2 separate regions of the Mus musculus genome follow, and region 1 is linked to region 2. Evidence: chromatin contacts called from public promoter capture Hi-C data. All regions are on one chromosome and are shown on one strand. Each heading gives the region's core, a stretch centred on a gene start, on an enhancer-like site or on the middle of the called end of the contact. The rest is flanking DNA. Distances are from core to core; before and after follow the strand shown. Region 1 holds the start of Minar1 (membrane integral NOTCH2 associated receptor 1). Region 2 has its middle 96 kb from the start of Gm40543.

Region 1 (3,772 bases), core at 654-3,153, 170 kb after region 2:
AAAAAAACAAAAAAACAAAAACAAAAACAAAAAAAACAAAAAACAAACCACTCTAAACTGGCTGTTTTTTGCAGACACTCCATCATTCCTCATTATTCTCTTATGCTCTGATACATAAAAAGAGACCCAATTCTAAGGGCTTGCTCAGGCCATCCACCCAACTCTCTCCCACTACTCTTGTTTGAGCCATGTCCCCTCTCCAGGCTGTCACTGCTCTGGCAAGGAGCTCATCTCAGAAGGCTCCTATACCCAGAGCAAGTGGCAAGCTTCTACCTGCAAGGAAGATTTCATCAGAAGAGGTGGTAACGAAAGCTTGTTTGCAGGGAGAAGGGGATAAATTACCGGTCAAATGCACTGCCCCTCAATGACTCCTGGAAATCCTTCATGTCATGCTGCATAACACCATAGCAGAGCCAAACAGCCAACCCCCCAAATCCCAGCCGCAATGGCAGCTGCCATGGTCCCACCAGTTCCTAAGAAAATCACCCCATCCTTCAAACAAAATGTAAGTTCTATAAAACCGACCTGTGTTAGCACACAGACTCCTTGTCTCTCCTCCTCTCTGTCTTGGCAAACCTTACTTAATTTCCCACTGAAAAGACTAGCTGATCTCAACTCACCTCACCACCCCACCCCCACCCCGGTGTTTACAACCTTTGACTACTATTTCACAAACAACGTCGGCATGCATGCTGTTAGAGCAAGCTACTCAATTGCTTCCCAGAAGCTCCCTGCACTCTTGCAGAGAGGACCAATGACTACTTGCTGGTTTTGTGGCCTCGCAGAGTACAGGACTTGGCAGGGATGGCGGTAGAGCAGGTGGGAAAGGCTGCTGAGAGGTGAGCTAGTGTGTGAATGAACTCAAGCCCCGCTGCCAGCCAGGCCTTGCTTTGGTGTTTTTCTGGCAGGTGAAGTTGAACGTCTCCAGGAGGAAAGACACCTCCTTTCCACAACAATGTGACTGGAAATCGCAATTTAACGTTGGGATACACTGGTCCGTTTTTCTAGGGTTGGTTCAGTTCTCCACCTTACTCCGATAGGTCGGGGGTGGGGAGGTGTCACACAAACAGTTCACCTACTTGACCCCCAAAACACCGTTGTTTGAAATGAATTCTTAACCAGGAAAACTTGCCCAGAATTTTGTGGTCTTTGGCCATTGTATCTCTACTTTCATCTCTTTTCCCTCCACCAGATATGGCCAAGCCTACTACCTACCGCGCGCGCGCACACACACACACACACACACACACACACACACACACACACGCACACCACACGCAAACACACATACCACATGCGCGTGCACACGCACACCCCTTTTCCCACTACCGTACCGAGCTCAGCGAAAAGGGTCTCCGTGCCCAGGCGGCCTGCAGTCGGGAACCTATCGGAGCCAGGGAGGAGTGCCAGTAGCCTGGGACTTTACACAGAGTCCCTGTGTAATAGCAACCGGCACGTAGCGATCACACCTTGCACGCACATACTTGCACATGTGCGCTCGGGTGCCCATGGGTCTCCCGCTTTCTGAAGTTACCTCTGGGGGCTGCTCCAGCTCTCCGTCCCCGGTCCTCCGCAGCTCTTGCGTGGCTCTGAGGTGGTGGTCCACAGGGCCTCCAACGCAGAGCTTCCCGAAGGTTCCCTAGGCAAAAGAATCCTAGGCTCCAGGGCAGCCCAGGCTTTGCACTTGGGGCAACACCCCTGGCGTAGGTTAACTTCAGCCCCCACAGCACGAGGTCTGGATCTGCAGACTAGGGTCGCACCCGGGCTTTCCTGGGCAGTCGGCAGCCACTGCCCACTTGCATGATGCTGGGGCTCTCAGCGGCTGGAGGATGCGGCCTCAGAGTCCGGATCAGCCCCAATCTCGGTTTCTGAGGCTCAGCCAGTGTCACCACATCACGGTCTTGGATACCGTGGGCAGCTCGGGCCAGGAACTCGATGGCCAGAGACCCAGTTTAGCCTCTCCATCATCTCCCGCCTGGGGAGCAGAGGAAGGCAGGACTCTCCAGCAGTGGGCTCGTGCTCCCTAGGGCGGGAGGGGCAGACTCCAGAGGGGCGCGGCAATAGCGCCGAGGGCGTGCCCTGCCAGAGGCTGCAGCCACCTAGAGAGTGGGCGCCCGCAACCCCAGAGTCCTGAGAAAGCCTCTGCTTCCTTAAGAGTCGCGCCTGCTGAGACCGGGCAAAAGCAAGCAGAGGTTGGAACTGGAGGGAGCCTCGGGCCAGATCCACCCCGGGGTTTGCTTCTCCCTATTTCCGGATGCTGAAGGTGACTGCGGCCCCCAGTGGAGAAGCAGAAGCTAACATCGTCCGCTGCTCTCCTTTTCTCCAGGTGCACTCTGCTCACCCTTCTGGGGCCTCAGACTCTGCAGTGCTTCACCAGGCCAGGGCAAACTGGTCACTTGGCTCATTGATGTTTCCCTCCTGGCCGGTGTTGGCTTCATTGGTACCCAGATTGGAGAGACTAGCGTTCACGTGACCAGCCCTCCCCAAACACGCACTCACACTCTTAACGGAATAGATTTCCAAAAGTCCAATTGGATACATCGATGAGGACTGGAGGCTTTTCCCAAGCCATCTAGGGTACTGCAGTGGGACTGAAATGCAGCAGCCTGCCTGTGGTGCCACCATTTATACAGATTGTCTTCCTCAGCTGGGAAAGTCACACAAACAGCGCTTTAAAGAAACGGAATTATAGTTTCAAACTCGTGGAATCAAGAGAAGAGTAGAGAAAAGAGAGAGAGAGAGAGAGAGAGAGAGAGAGAGAGAGAGAGAGAGAGAGAGAGAGAACCGGAGGGAAGGGGGAAGGAAAGGGAGGGAAGGAGAGGGGAGGAAAGGGAAGCGGGATGGAGGGGAGGGGAGGGAAAGGAAGGGGAGGGAAGGGGAGGGAAGGGGAGGGAAGGGAAGGGGGGGAAGCCTACTATTGGGGAACAAATAACTAAGGGGTGGCACCCTCTTAGGTTACTTTTCCAAGAGTGCAACCAAATGCAGGTTCCTGGCTAACTTTGTGACCTGTGGTCTGTCTTCTGTCCTTGGGAGGTGGTGGGGGCTGGAGGAGGGACACTGGTCTCCATGACAGCTTTCCTGCCTGAGGTTTTTTTGCTATGACTGGAAGCGTTCTAAAAGTGAACCTGTTAATACATGGATACTTTAAATAAAGCCTCATGGGGTAATAAGCTGCCAGCTGGATTTTCCCAGAATTTCACCCTTATTACTTTAGTGCCAGGCAAGACCATGCTCCTCTAGGGAGGACAAAAGCAACTGAGAGGTGAAAGAAAGGTCAAGTTTATTTGATCCACTGTACCTTGCTTGCCTAGGAGTCTAAATTTGTAACCAGTAGTGTCTTGGTCCAAACAATCTGGGGGATAGTCAGCAGTCAAAGATCTGCTAACTGATATGGAAGGCAAAGAGGGGCAGAGGGAGACAGACCTAACCCTGAGGAATAACTGTTAACTGTGCTGAGCAAGAAGTCCATTTGGATTCCAATGGAGAGAACTCTGGAGGCTGCAGCAGCCTGGTTGTTCAGAGAGTAAATAGAGACCTAGCAAACATATTTCTCCCAAAGCCAAGACTGTAAAATCCAAAGAACTGAAGGAGTTGGAACGGGAAGCTAGATGGATAGCGTCTGCCTGCTCCTTGACTTTTAATTTTTAAATGTCGTTCCCCTCCTGTTTCATTCTAAAAGAGCACCTGAGTCCAGACTCCAGAAGGAAACAAGCGGAAACCTTTGAATGGGGAGGGAGGGAGGGCTGTTCTATTTGATCTTGTTTCCCTGTAC
Region 2 (3,752 bases), core at 503-3,002:
AAAGCACTTCCCTTACTTGCTTTAGCCACTTTGTTTTCTTTTTTTTTTTTTTTCACTATTTGTTAGTCTAGACAGGCAAATTGATATAATGGATGGCCTTGGATTTAAGTAATTAAATCCAGTGTTTGTCACTAATTCAAGAGTCTGATGTAAATGTCTTCTTGTTGGAACCTTTCCTTCAAGCTGTGACATAGGAACCCAGTTTCACAGCTCTGTCCTTCAAAACAACCTCAGCTTTTCTTCTTCTGACCCAAACAAAGGGATAGAGGTTGGAAAAGGATGTATAGGCAGCCTTTATTTCTGTTTGGCCAGAAAGAACTTAGCTATACAAATCCACAGAGTGTAGAAGGAGCTGAAAAAGCTGGTACTCCTGAATAGTGAAATGTGAAGAGGTTGCTGAAGAGTCTATGTGCCTTTACTATAAGAGACGGCTGGTAGGGTCATGAATGAATTCTCAAGACCTGGATCCCTCTCTTGAAAGTCCCCATTGATTCTGAGCTTTCTATGATGGTTCCATTCTTTGCATCATAAAGAAATGAATGAAGGCTTTTAAACACTGTTGAGTCAAAAGTAAAAGTTGTATGCTTTAGGTTGGAGCACACAGTATGTTTCAGTTAGTGTCCCTATGAGCCTCTCTTCAATATCTACCTGAGAATCAAAGCCATTTCATTTTCTCATTCTCCCCAAGTCATTAAAACAGAGAAAACAGACAAATCCACGTTCTAATCAGGCAGGTAAGATGAAGTAAGAAAAGTAAGCCAGATGTGGGAGGTGGTGCTTGGGTGAGCAATTTTAAAATCGTAGCAGAGAAGTAAACAAACAAACACACAAAACAAACATGCATATACCATATTCTAGCTAAACCATATCTGCTGGGCTGGGATGGTAGTTCAGTCAGTAAAATGCTTGCTTTGAAAGCAGGAGAATCTGAGTTGAATCTCCAGTATCCATATAAAACAAAACAAAACAAGCCCATGAATAGACACACAAAAACCAAAACAGATAAAACAATAACAACAACAAAACAGGTATGGTAGCATGCACTTCTAAACCAGTATCAGCAGAGACAGGCACATTCCTGAGGCTGCTTGGCCAACTAACCTAGTTCCCTTGAGGAATTCTAGGTCCCAGTGAGAAACCCTAATGCAAGAAGAAAGATCAACAGCTACTAAGGAACAACACTAAGATTGTTCTCTGGACTTTATACACACACACACACACACACACACACACACACACACACAGAGAGAGAGAGAGAGAGAGAGAGAGAGAGAGAGAGAGAGAGGGAGAGGGAGAGGGAGAGGGAGAGGGAGAGAGAGAGAGAGAGAGAGAGAGAGAGAGAGAAAGAGAGAGACAGAGACATAAAAAGACAGAGACAGAAACAGAGACAGAGAGAGACATGCACACATGCATACACTCACACACACATGCACGCACAGCTCTTTGTTCCATATCTTAAAACATGATCCCTCTATTTCAGAGTTAACAAGAGACAAGTGTTCTAGAAGACAGAGCCTGGTTCTCAGCAGCCAGCCTCCTATGAAAGCCACTTCAAGCAAGATTATATTCAGCCAAAGAAGATCATCAGCTGAACATCTGGCTCCGGCAACCCCAACAGCTGCACACATTTTCAGTTTAAGCAGTGTCCATATGGCCCATATGTGTGTCATTAGCCTCCAAATTGACCCGCAGGATCTGGATGCATGACAGAGCTTCCAAGGAGTGTGAAAAGAGTTCACAGGGGGTAAATTTGAGAAGTCCCATCTGTCTGTGGACTGTGGGCTTCTGAGGATTCGGCTATCCATGAGTGGTTCTAAGACTGGTGTGGATAGACCGGCTGGATTCCTCCGGATCGCTGGAGGAATCTGCAGACCCTGCAAATGCAGGCCATGAGGGCCATGTCCACAAAAGGCAAGACCTAAGACAAAGCAAACATAAAACAAACAAACAAACAAATAAACAAAAAAGCCGGGCAGGGTGGCACATGCCTTTAATCCCAGCACTTAGGAGGTACAGGCAGGCGGATTTCTGAGTTTGAGGCCAGCTTGGTCTACAAAGTGAGTTCCAGGACAGCCAGGTCTACACAGAGACCTTGTCTTGAAAAAACAAAACAAAAACAAAAAGAAAAGAAAAGAAAAGAAAAGAAAAGAAAAGAAAAGAAAAGAAAAAAAAGAAAAGAAAAGAAAAGAAAAAAAAGACAGAGCAAACACAGGTGGAGATGGAAGAATTGTGACATGTAATCTCTTATACAAAGGACACAGTTATTTATTTATTTATTTATTTATTGTATTTCAAATATAGTAAGAATCTACCATCTGAGGTTTTCATCCATTTTTGTTTTGTGGACATACCTATATACATCTGTATTTAACGTGCTAATAATTTTTAAATTTTACTATCACTTTACTTGATGTGTATGAATGTTTTGCTTGCATTTATATCTGTGCACTACATGTGCATTATGTGTGTGCTGAGAACTGAACCCCAGAACCGAACACCTAGAGCAGTTACTGCTCTTTGCTATGGAGCCATCTTTCCAACCCCTAGACTATTAATCATTTTAAGGTGCACAGTTCAGTAAAACTAACCACACTGACAGCACATAGAGTCATTATCACTGCTTCCAGGTCCTTTTCATCACCTCAAACAGAAACTCTGCACCCATTAAGCAGTCTTTTAAGTAGCAATAAGCATCAGGTCTTTTTTCTCAAATACTAGAAACTGCTAATGTGTACTCTCTGTGGTCTTGACTGCTCTGGACATCACTCAATATGTGGCTTCTTGTAACTCTTGAGATGTTTGCCTTAATGAAATTTCTATGCCTAGGAATGTACTTGGGAGACATTGTGTGAGTACTGGTAAATGAATATCTGAGGTTGGCATGTCCTAGAAAGAGACCATAAGAAAGGATGGGAGTGCAGGTTGTTTATTTTCGATGTGACACCCAATACAGTGTAGGAAATTGGGATATAAAGACAGAGTAGAGAAAGAAAGGAAGTGCAAATCTTGACAGGTAACCAGTATAGGGATTTCAGTCTCAAGTACAGAAGCTGTATTCCCAACACCTGAACCTCGGGATGACCCCTAAAGAAGTAAGTCCTGAGCCCTGCAGTTGGGAGCATCAGGTTCTCAGGGATATGAATGTGGCCCCAGTTGGAAAGCACAGGGCCAGGGCCAGAAAGGAAGATAAACCTCAAGTGAGTGGAGCCAAAGACTCAGCTCTGGCAGGAGGCAGAGGAAGCATATGTTTAGAGGGTAGGTGATAGAGGAGCAAAGCAGAGAAGTAGATGGGTGCTCAGGAAAATCTCAAAGAGATGGTGTGAGCAGTCCATTGGAAATTCAAACGGTGGCTCATAGGTTAGTAACATGTGCATCTGGGATGGACATTGAATGGGTTCTGTATGGGCTGCTCAGAAGAGGTAGAGTGGTACAACATGCTCTGTGAGACACTGGAAATGCACGGCTTACATGGACAGAGCCAGCTTGGAGCTAGCTTCCACGTCATTATCAGGTCTCTACTCATCCCATTCTGAACACACCTGGCAACAGGGATTAGCAAACTTCTGTAGAAAGTCAGACAGCAAATATATTAGGTTCTATGGGCTCCTCAGTCTCTGTCAGAGCTTCTGACTATAGCCATTGTAATGCTCAGACAACTTCAAAATACAGGCATGAATAGCCGTGCTCCAATAAAATATTTACAAAATGGGCAGTGGGCCCAATTTGGTGAACGGGCCATGATTTCAGATTCT

The links. Promoter capture Hi-C pulls out the DNA fragments that hold promoters and counts their contacts.
Region 1: a promoter capture Hi-C map of second pharyngeal arch cranial neural crest shows a contact between it and region 2, with 2.3 times the contacts expected there. The contact joins the promoter of Minar1 here to the enhancer-like site in region 2. A contact is called at or near these places in 20 of 39 promoter capture datasets (3T3-L1-derived adipocytes, the C10 cell line, the HPC-7 cell line and 12 more), 8 of 484 Hi-C or Micro-C datasets (Sertoli cells, bone marrow-derived macrophages, cerebellum and 3 more), 3 of 115 datasets of contacts at active chromatin or transcription factors (SST interneurons, embryonic stem cells and stem cell-derived neural progenitor cells) and 3 of 9 other capture datasets (adipose tissue, embryonic stem cells and liver).

The regions. Positions count from the first base shown.
Region 1 is chr9:89,621,083-89,624,854 of GRCm38.p6, forward strand. It overlaps Minar1 (membrane integral NOTCH2 associated receptor 1), which reads right to left and starts at 1,904. Exons shown (of 4, transcript NM_153509.2): 1 at 1,535-1,904.
Region 2 is chr9:89,448,144-89,451,895 of GRCm38.p6, forward strand. No RefSeq gene overlaps it. Among named protein-coding and RNA genes, the nearest start is that of Gm40543, 96 kb to the left of the region's middle. Within about 2 kb of position 1,753, at least 6 of the 459 cell types and tissues checked have an H3K27ac peak or open chromatin away from gene starts, as enhancers often do. A contact at or near this core is called in second pharyngeal arch cranial neural crest, where this site is marked.